Regions from separate parts of the Rattus norvegicus genome. Here region 2 is linked to region 1. The links are chromatin contacts, called in public Hi-C maps. All regions are on one chromosome and are shown on one strand. Each heading gives the region's core, a stretch centred on a gene start, on an enhancer-like site or on the middle of the called end of the contact. The rest is flanking DNA. Distances are from core to core; before and after follow the strand shown.

The links. A called contact is a pair of places that touch in the nucleus more often than the background predicts.
Region 2: a Hi-C map of Schwann cells shows a contact between it and region 1, with 2.6 times the contacts expected there. The contact joins two enhancer-like sites. A contact is called at or near these places in 2 of 12 Hi-C or Micro-C datasets (Schwann cells and frontal cortex).

Annotation. Positions count from the first base shown.
Region 1 is chr8:70,782,591-70,787,945 of GRCr8, reverse strand. Tle3 (TLE family member 3, transcriptional corepressor) reads right to left here. Exons shown (of 20, transcript NM_053400.2): 7 at 4,945-5,149; 8 at 3,511-3,527. Among named protein-coding and RNA genes, the nearest start is that of Tle3, 31 kb to the right of the region's middle. Within about 2 kb of position 2,260, at least 47 of the 93 cell types and tissues checked have an H3K27ac peak or open chromatin away from gene starts, as enhancers often do. A contact at or near this core is called in Schwann cells, where this site is marked.
Region 2 is chr8:70,927,734-70,933,088 of GRCr8, reverse strand. No RefSeq gene overlaps it. Among named protein-coding and RNA genes, the nearest start is that of Tle3, 180 kb to the right of the region's middle. Within about 2 kb of position 2,463, at least 53 of the 93 cell types and tissues checked have an H3K27ac peak or open chromatin away from gene starts, as enhancers often do. A contact at or near this core is called in Schwann cells, where this site is marked.

The sequences.
Region 1 (5,355 bases), core at 1,011-3,510:
TTGGCAGTGAATGAGAAAAGGTGTTGGGCTGCAGATAAAGCCCTAAGCATAGATGAGCAACTCTGAGACATGCAACTCCTCCACTGCCAAGCTCTGGCAAACCGAAGAGCAACCAGTGTCACGAGGGCACAAACCCTGCAAGGCCACTAAGCCTTTCCCTTGTAAAGACAGGGCTTCCCTTAGGGTGGGGACCGTGTCCCTAGAGAACAGGGTCCTGTGTAGTTGCAAGATCAAGCTAAGGTCTCCAGCAGAGGAAGGAAAGGTTCCATGCTGGGGAGAGCATTGGGAGTTCTCAGTTCTTCCTCTGCTACAGAGGGAGGGAGGGGAATCCCTAGGGATGACAGGCCTGAGAAAGAGGAAGATCTGAGGCAGGTGAGTAGCAAGAAAGGCTGAAAGCAGGGTGTCCTGTGACTGTGCACAGGGAGGGGGAAACTCTGGCAAGGGCTGTCTGCAAACCCTGAAGGCCTAGTGCCCCTTCAGGACACTATGAACTCAATGGCTCCCTCTAGCACACCCTACCACCGTTTGAATATGAAATGCCCCACAGGTTAAGGGCTTAGAACACTTGGTTCCAGCTGATTGGGGGAGGGGGGGTCTTGGAACCTTCTGGAAAAGGGGTCTGGCTGGCAGACACAGAGCTACAGAGGATTACAGGCAGGCTCTGATACAGCCTGGCTTCTTCCTAACTGTGGCTATGATGTAACTAGTTACCTCACAACTCCCCCTTCCTCCAAGCCACAATGTAACCGTAACGGACTGTACATCCTCAAACCATGAGCCAAAAAATCCTTCCTCCTTCCAGTTATTTTATCATAGGGATAAGAAAAGTACTGATAAACAACGACCCATGTTCAGACTGACTTTAATGTCAGGAGTGATAGAACGAATCAGAGGATCCTGGTCTAACTATATCGACATGAGTGGCCACAAGTCCACACATGCTGAAGATGGACGCTGGAGTCGTGTGGAAACACAGCAAGATGAGGTGCTCACAAAGAAGGACATTGAAGGCGTGTAGGGTAATCCTTCTCATCTCCTTTCCCCACTTTATTATTTTATCCCCAATGCTGGCCCAGGGATGGGGTTCACTGGCAGGGAACGAGGTGGGGCAGCCAGCAGGTGGATGGGTTTGGGGAATGGTGTGTGAGGGAGCCAGCCACAGAACTTAATTTCCTTTCCTAAGCCGGTTTTCTGGGCATCCCTTCCCTGCCAAGTTTCTGCCTGAAGCAAATTAAAATGGCAGAGTTATCAAGCCTTGAAGAAAAAAAATGGAGGTTATAATGGAACTGCAGCTCAACCTTCCCCGCAGCCGGGCGAGCGGCGGCGATGCGCTCACAGCCGCAATTCAATTAGTTGCTGCAAGCACAGGCAGAAAAAAAAAATCACCGTCATTTCATTTCATTTCCTCAGATGGTGGCGGCCACCCCGTGCTAAGCAGAAATGCTTCCAGCCCCTCAGGCTGGCTGCCCCTGCGCAGGCGGGTGATGGAGAGGAGGGAGGGGACGGGGTGGCTGCTCGTGTTTCTCCTTGCGACCCAGTGCGAGAACAGGGAACTCTTTCTTCTCATGCAGTCAGGCTGAAAACCCTCGCCGCTACCGGAGAGTCATGTCAGGCATTTAGCGGCATCGATCCAGCCCGCCTCTGGTTGGCAGGCAGCCAAAGAACTAAGTATTTTTTATTGCTTCAGCTAGGCAAGGAAATATGAATGAAGCTGCCTCTAATTGGACTCCAGGCTAACCCCTCTGGGGCAGCTTCCAGCCTGTCCCCCTCCCTTCTCTGACACAGCCTTGTCCTTCCTGCTGGAGCCCTTGACTGTTGACAACCTGTTTTCCTCAGGCTGATTATGTCAATCTCCACCATCTAACAGCACCATGGCCCTGAGGATGCAGCTCTCATAGTACCTACTGCCTAGCCCCCACGGGTACCCACTCTGAGATGCCCAGCCCTTAGAGGTCATGGGATTCATCCCTGTTCATTCTCCAGTCTGTGTTGAGTCAGCCTAGCTCGGATGCCAGGAGCATTATGCCGGGAAGGACTGCACACTTGGGGTCCCCCTGGGTTTCTGTCAGAAAGCTTTCAGCAGGAGTGCAAAGCCAAAAGGGAATAGGTATGAAGAAGTGGGTGCTGGGCTTCCAATACCTACTTCCTGGGGAAGGCCCCCTGCTGACCATGTCCTGTTACAAGGGGTCTGCCTATCAGAGCTGAGAGAGGCTGTCTGGGCAGGGTGATTCCCATGCTGTGCCAGAGACTGGGGCTCCGAGGTCAAGACACAAGACCTCACAAGGCTGAGACTGGATCAGAGCTGGAGAGGGCTGGAGGTTTGGGGCAGGGGTGGGGGAGACAACACAGATGGACACACCTATGCCAGCTACATAGGCAAACTGCCTCTCCAAAAACATGCCACGGTTTAAGGATCAACAGCAAAGCAATCAAGATGGATTTCAGCTTTAATCATTCCTTTCTTCTGTGCCAGGCCATTCCTGAGCCCAATGGGGGGAAGGGCGGGGCAGGCGGGAGGGGGGTGTGGATTTCTGAGCAGGCAGGCCAGGTAAGACAACTAAGGGGAGGTAAGAAAACAGTCTGGATGGTGGAGGCAGGGACTGGAAAGGAAGGCGGGTCAGGCAGAGGAAGCTTCCAGAGGAGGCTGCTGCCTGGATGGCTAGTTAAAGACCTGACATTCCAAGTCCTACTTAACATGAGGTAATAAGGAAAGCCACCCTAGCAGATTAAGATGGTCCCGGATACAAGCCCGGCGATGAGGAATAAAATAGCTCTGCTAATCGCTGGGGGATTCTTTTTTTTTTTTTTTATCCAGACTCCACTGTGCTTATTCAGAGGGCTTATTCACTTGAAACAGAATCTCGGAGCCTCAGTGTGATCAGAAAGATTTACAGCAAATCTCTGAGCTGGCAGACATGCAGGCGGGCGGCCTGGCCTTAATACCTGCTTGCTAGCACTTTCTTAAACTGAGTAAAAGTGCAGAGCAGGGAGAAACCTTGGGCATTTGAAGAAAGGAGGGTTTGGGATTATGCTAGAAGCAGGCATCCAACGTGCAGGGTTGATGAACCGTCAACCTAGGCAGCATCAGGGAGAGTTTGGAGTCCTGGGCTCAGGCCAATGGCTCCAAAAAGCCCCTGGGAAGATGTAAGGCTGTGGGCTAATGGCTTCAGTTGACCATGTCAAGGGGGACTTAGAGATCACTAATTAAAGCTCAGGCAACAGAGGACAGTAACTCCTACATTATGACAGACAGGAACTACCCCTAGTACTGGATATGGGCAGAGACACTGTCACCCACACATCAGCCCTGAAGCCAGGTCTTCCAGCCGTGGGCACACACAGACAAACGAAACATAAAACCCCAGCTTCCACCCACAGAGCAGAACGGGAAACTGGGGTTAGCTGTGGGTAGCACAGGCTACTTGCCAGGCCTGTAGTTCTAGGAACAAACCTCTAGGCAGGCCCACCCTCCTCCTGTACCCACCCTACACCAAGAGCACCCTCACTTACCGTGCTGGACTCTCTCTCTGTGAGGCAGGAAAGCCAGGGCAGGAGGAGGGTCAGGACCCCAAAGAAAAAGAAGGGGGAGAAAACAAGGTAAAAGGTCACTCTCAGCTCTGCTAACCTTTGTGATTCACTAAAGCCACCTCACTGGTTAACCTGACTCTAGTTCCCTGGGTACAATGAAGGCAGGTCCCTTATATATCATCCCAATGGCTTCCTCCCACCAGTGCCCAGCATGACCTGGAATCCAGGCCACTAGCCTGCTTCCTGGTGTGTCAAAAGAGCCTTGGCTCACCATACTTTCTGAAATCACAAGCGAAAGCTGGGAGCTGAGAAGGTTAATGCTTTTTTAAAACAAACAAACAAACAAACAAATCCCATGCAATTTGGAAATGACTTCTACAGTTTTGCTTTCTTAACGCCATTCTCTGTTTCTTTGCTAAAAAGCCCCCAGAAACTTAGGCCTCTGTCACACTGGCCCAGCTAAGTAGCAGCTCTCACTGTCCTCTCCTCTGTCAAGAAGGGACAAATTAGTTGGCCTCCGCCTCGGCTCCTAGGATACAGCTCAGAGTAGGGCTTGGACGGTGTCCTTCCTGAAACTCCCTGGGAGCTTGGAAGATGTTGACTATGTGGACCAGTAAAAACCTAAAAGCCAACCGAATGAATGCACAAGTTGGCAGCTTTACTAAGCGGCTGCATGGGGCCAGGTCCTTGTTCCCTCTGATATCCTTCTGAGACCCAACAGTGCTATGCAGATGGCAAGAGCAAGAGCTCTGATTCCTCATCCCTCCAGTTACTCCTCTACTGGAGTATTCCTGAGACCCAGCACAGAGATGGTCCACTAACTAGTCTGAGAGGGTCTGCAAGATTCTGGGCTGACCCTGAACTCACTACACAGATAAGAATTACCATAACCTTTCCCTCTTTTTGCCTCCAGCTCCCAGTTGCTGGGCTTACTGGAATGCACTACCACCCCTGGTTTAGATGGTGCCAAGGCATGAACTCAGGGTTCGGGCATGCTTGGCAAACACTCTCACCAACTGAGCAACACCCCCAGCAGCGCTACCTCTTGGAAGGTTTCCCAATGGCGAGATACAGGGATTCAGGAAGACAGCAACACAAGGCTACAACAAGGCCCCAACTCAAACTCTTTTAAGAACAACCCCCGATGCAATCATGAACACACCCTGAAGGACTTGCAGGGCTGGCCCAAGAATAGGCAGGATGCCATTGGGAATTCAGGGGCTGTTGCAGATAAACAGACTGTTCCCCTGGTAAGTCACTGGGGGTCTAAATCAGCATTCCCATGCACTAAGCACTCAACCAATGGCTCCAAGTCTTAGCTAACACCAGACTAGGTGACAGTACTGGCCACGTCCTTTATGGTGTGTCCTCTAGCTCCAGCCCACCCTACCCAGCTCAGCCGACCCAGATCCACACCTCTGTGATCCAGTTCATGATGGTTCTTCTCATCCTTCACTGCCAAGTGGGCTTGGCTTCCCAGGGCACCAAGTGCCAGCAACCCAGAGCTGCTTCCTGTCACTGGGGGAATCCCAGGAGGTTGGAGGCCTGACGGGTGGGGTGGCAGCTGGACCGGGGGACCATGTGTGGCATGGGAGAGGTGCTGTGCCTGGAGTTGCTGCTGCTGCAATAAAGTTGGTGGTGAGCGATTACAGGTCGGAGAGGGCAGAGGATGGGTCAACTCTGCCCTTCCCCTCGCTCCTCCACTAGGAAGCGACAGGGAAAACATCCCCCCCAAACGTCCCCCCCCAGTCACATGCTCATCTTGCTCAACAAAATCTGTTAATGGACTGCAGCGTAGAAGATTTATGTCTTCAAGCGTCATCCCCC
Region 2 (5,355 bases), core at 1,214-3,713, 140 kb before region 1:
TGCTCGTGTGTGTGTGCTCATGTGTGTGTGTGTGTGTGTATGTGTGTGTGTGCGCGTGCATTCACGCCTTGGGGAGAGTTGTTGCATCTATGAGCTCATGCGTGTGAGGCAGGAGGACACTCTCAGATGTCATGCCTCAGGAGTCACCCACCTTACCTTTTGAGACAGGGTCTCTCTCTGGCCTGAGTTTGTTAAGTAACATAGACTGCCTGGCTGGCCAGTGAGCCCCTGGGATCTGCCTGCCTCTGCCTCCCAATGCTGGACTCACAAACATGAGCTGCTGCCACTGTGCTCAGTGTATTGGGACGGCGTTGTTGTTTATTTGGTTTGTTTGCTGGGTTTCTTATATTTATTTATTTATTTTTATCTAAATGAATGCCTTGCCTGTGTGCATATCTGTGCACCCCATGTGTGCCTGGTGCCTGCAGAGGTCAGAAGAGGATGTTGGCTCCCCTGAAACTGGAGTTAAGGAAGATGGTGAGCCACCTTGTGAGTGCTAGGACTAGAACTCAAGTCCTACGCAAGAACAAGTGCTCTAACTGCTGAGCCATCTCCCCAGCCCCTGCATTTTTTATGTGGGTTTTGGGAACAGATTCAGGCTGTCACGAACTTGCAAGGCAAGCTTCTTATTGACTAAGCCATCTCCCCAGATCAAGTTTCCATCTTTCTTAGAAATAAAATAAACCTCTTGGGGAAAGAGTGTGTCAAGTGGCTCTCAGCCATCTGTCTCTGAGAGTGAGCGAATTCATCGTGTGCTCTTCAGAGCCTCGTTATCCAGTCTGGAACAAGAGGAAGAAGCAAGAGCACTAGGATGTTGGTGGCTGGGGGAGAAGAGAGCAGAGACGGGGCAGGTCACATCAGTCCTACAGCCTCCCGTGTGCTGTGCAGCGGTTATGAGAACCAGTGCTTCCCACACCACACTCATCCCAAACAAGTTCCTGAGCTTGCTGTGAGAGAATGGGAGACTCAAGAGCCTGAACCACTGACTTTCTGTAGCAGGTGTGGCCGGCCACATTCTGAGGGAGAGAGGGGACACCCAGTCACTCAGTCTTTTCAGCAATAACAGCAAATGTTGATGGCTGACATTTGCTGATCACATACATGGAGGCTTGCTGTATGTGGCACAATGGTGACACACTTGCTGTATGTGGCACATTGGTGACACACTTGCTGTATGTGGCACATTGGTGACACACTTGCTCATGTTGTATGTGGCACATTGGTAACATACTTGCTGAATGTGGCATATTGGTGACACACTTGCTGTATGTGGCACAATGGTGACACACTTGCTGTATGTGGCACATTGGTGACACACTTGCTGTATGTGGCACAATGGTGACACACTTGCTGTATGTGGCACATTGGTGACACACTTGCTCATGTTGTATGTGGCACATTGGTGACACACTTGCTGTATGTGGCACATTGGTGACACACTTGCTGTATGTGGCACAATGGTGACACACTTGCTGTATGTGGCACAATGGTGACACACTTGCTCATTTTTATCATCCCACCAGTCGTGAGGAGTAGATCCTACAGGTATACCCATTTCACAAAGGACACCAAGATTTGGAGGAGGGAGTAGTTTGTTGAGTTCAGGTCAGGTCTCCTTAGCCTCAGCCAGTGTAGTCTCTGTGGGATTAGATTTCAGGAGAGTCGTGCAAAGAGCACTTAGCTGGACATGTGGACCTCCATGTCAGGCAATCCTTCGCCTATGAACATCAAGGAGGCATTTAAGGAGGTCTTAGCAGGGTTCGGGCCATCCAAGTGGCTGTAACCTGCAACATTTCTGGGATATTCAGTACAGACACCCCTGCTGGTGACCATCAGCTCTTCTTGGAGGGGACACAGGCAGTTTTTGGCTCCTTTTCTTCCCTTCCTTAGCTTCCCTTCTATCCATGGTCCAACCCTTAGCTAAGGTTGTTAGACACAATAGCTTATGTGTCCTACACATAGGCCCACGCAAAGGACTACTGTCAATGAGCCCTTGGCCTGATGACACAATGTAACAATTTCATTAACTGTATATAAACTTCTATCCATATTCTCCACCATGGCAAAGCCACAGGTGCTGAAACCCCGCCTATGAGGTGGTGCTATATTTGCATATAATTTGCATACTTGTTCACTTCCTCTTTAAGGCATCTCCGGATTCTGTGAGCTATCCAAGACAACACAAATGGTATGTAAATAGTTGGGATACTCGGCTAAAGTGTGGTAAGGGAGAGAGCCAGTACGTTTTCAGTACGGACCCAATACGTTTTTTTTTTCCCAAGTATTTTCAAACCATGGGTGACTGAATTCCTGCACTTGAGAGCCATGGACAGTGAGTGCTGGACTCTGCCAGGCTGCTGTGGGAACTGAATGAGACAATGTATTGGCAAGAGTGACAATGGCCCAGTGTGTTTGGCCTTTTCTTTAGAAAGAAGGGAACACAGAGACTACTCTGTGCAGTCCTTGTGCCTACAGCAAGGGTAAACAAGATGCTTGCCCTGGAGAGAGGAGGCTAAGGGCTTTGTGCTCATCTCATGCCGCTCAACAATTAGCCCTTGAGGCTGCTGTAATTATTTTTAGGGCTGAGGGAGAACGAAGGCTCAGAGAGGGTAATTAATTTGCCCCAGGTCACCCAGCCAGAGAGCAGCAACAGGTCTAAAATACAAAGACATCCTTGTTGTCCACATTTTATTTCCCAGAAGTGCCCCCATGTCCCTTGGCAGGAGACAGCCTGCAGAACAGGACCTGGTGTCTTGGACTTGCCTTCTCCCTAGGCAGGGTTCTGACTGGGTTTCTGGGTCTCCCGGTGGTGCAGGGTTGGGAGACTGTCACAATGGCCAGCTCAGCACAGCAGTGAGGGGTGGAGGAAGGCAGTGCTTGTGACAAGGTCTTATGCCTTCATCACCTGGATCAGGACTTCTAAAAACAGTCTTATCCCAGGTCCTCCATAGTGAGGATGCAGCCAGCCTAGGGCCGTGTCTTAGTGATGCCATGGGGCTTGGATTTAGGGCTCCTGTGGACACCCTCACCCCTACCCTACACCCTCATCCCTACCCTACAACCTCACCCCTACCCTATAACCTCACCCCTATCTGCCTGCCACTGTCAGTCAGAGCTGCTCCAGCAAGAAGGAAAACTTCACTAATTAATTAATATCAATCCAGGACCCACCTGGATCAGGCTTCTTGCTGATCAAGAAAAGAAGGTTTGGACATGGCATGGGCTAGCCCCCTTGTTCACTCCTTGTACGGTAGCCAGTGTGAGGAAGAAACAAGGCCTTGGGCATAACTGGAGCATGCCTACCCTGGCTTTGATGCTTCAAAAGGTGTGACTGTGTCCAGGGTGCCTGGTACTGGCAGTCAGACTTTGTTGGCCAGGCTCAGTTCTGCACAGAAAGTTGGTGCCAAGTCAGGGCAGGCAGCCTGTGGATGAAAGGGCAGCCATGATTGGCAGGCCTGTTCCCAAGGGTGTTGCAGTTTCAGTTAGCCTGGTTTCCACAGTAAAAATGCCTATTTGTGAGGAGAAAAAAGTATGCATGCTATTTCTTCATGCATTAAAAAAACATGTCATTGTGTATGTATGTGCAAGCCATGCACACATGAGGGGTTGTGGGACAAATGGAGGTTCAGAAAACTTGCAGGAATCACTTCTTTCCTTCTACTATGTGGGTTCTTTGGATCAAATATTTGGTGGACACCCCTTTATCTTCTGAATTGTCTGGCTGCTCTCTTTCCAACCTTGCATGGTACCGTGGGGGCAAGGGACAGGGCAGCTACAGTTCCCTGGCTCAAGGGAAGTAAACTGATGTCTCCTCTCAGAATGGCCATGTTGGAGCTGGGGAGAGGCCACAGGAAGATGTTGGTCTGTTCTTTTCCTAATTCTGACCACAAGTCAACTTTCTTGCACGTGAAATCTCAGTGAGAGCTCATAGATCGCATCCCCTTCTGCTTCAAGGTTTGTGTGGGCTCAGGCCAGCCAGGAGCTCAGAGCCCCTGCTGCCTGTGGAAGACTCTGAGGTAACAGCATCTCCTCTCTGTGGGAGGCAGAGAAACCATCGGTCCATTACCCTTGCCATGACTATCTTCCTGGGTCAGCTCGGTTGGCTAGGGTAGATGCCAGCCCAAGTGGATGGCACTATGCACTCTCTTCCCAGGCAGCAGGGAATGTACTTATGGTTTCCTACCTTGCTGTGGATCTGGATTCTAAAGTCTATTAGGATCATGTGTGTGTGTGTGTGTGTGTGTGTGTGTGTGTGTGTGTGTGTGACCTTGAGCACAGGCTGCTTTCAAGTCCCAGAGAACCCTGGAGCCATGCTGCTATCTCAGCCCATTTCCCAACTAAATTGCAGTCTTAGAGATTTGAATAGATTTCTCCTAGGGTATATCTCCCATCTGATGCTCTCGTTCAGTCTTTTGGGGAGGAGACAGCATGTCCTTGGGATCCTGGGGAGCTACAAGAAAAGAGAGGCACTACTAGAGGTGAGCGAAGATGCTGGAGCCCGAGGGAGCAGAGGGAGACCAGGCCCTGGGGAGCCTCAGGCACCCACCAGCAGAGGTTAGCCCTTCCCTTGCTGAGTTCCTTTCTCCTGTTGGAAAGAGCCACAGTCCACTTAGTAACTTCTTTCTCAATCTTAAAAATATCTTTAATTGAACTTTTTCTTTCCTGTTTTTTCCTCATGGTTACGACCCATTTAGGTCATCTACCCAACTTCCTTCCCACCTTGGCAGAACTCCTCCCTCCCTCTATCAAGGTGACACTTTGGTGGGAGTTGCGCATGGAGAAGGACATTAGCTTTTATGGGGTCAGCATTGACTGGGGACACAGAGGAGACAAGTCCCTTGCAGACACCTCGGAAGGTGTCTTGAGGGTGATGACCACTCCAAATGTACCACAGAAGGCATCACACTCCAAGTGCCAGGCTTTCTCTTGCTGTCCTCTCCTAGGGGCTCCTCATTCCCCGAAGCACCGACGCCATCTTCTCCAATCAACGTGCCTGCTCTTTACTCTGCTGGAAACGGCTGACACTGGTCTGTGGCCAGCATTTTGTATGCATTCATGTACTTAATAGGGATGTTTCTGGCCACCTACTATGTGCCAGCAGTTCTTCTAGACTCCTGGCAACTACAGAGGAATCAGAACTCACTATGTAGGCCAGGCTAGCCTCAAACGTACAGCAAGCATCCTGACTCGGTCTCCGGGTGCTGGGATTACTGGCATCAGCTACCACACCCAGGTTTTTTTTTTTTTTTTAACTTTTCCATGAACTGTATTTCTGAAACACCTACTCAGCAGTCTGCTGTGCTGACCCATGCTTCTGGCTCTGTTCCCCTGCTAACCCAGTCTAACTCAAGAAAT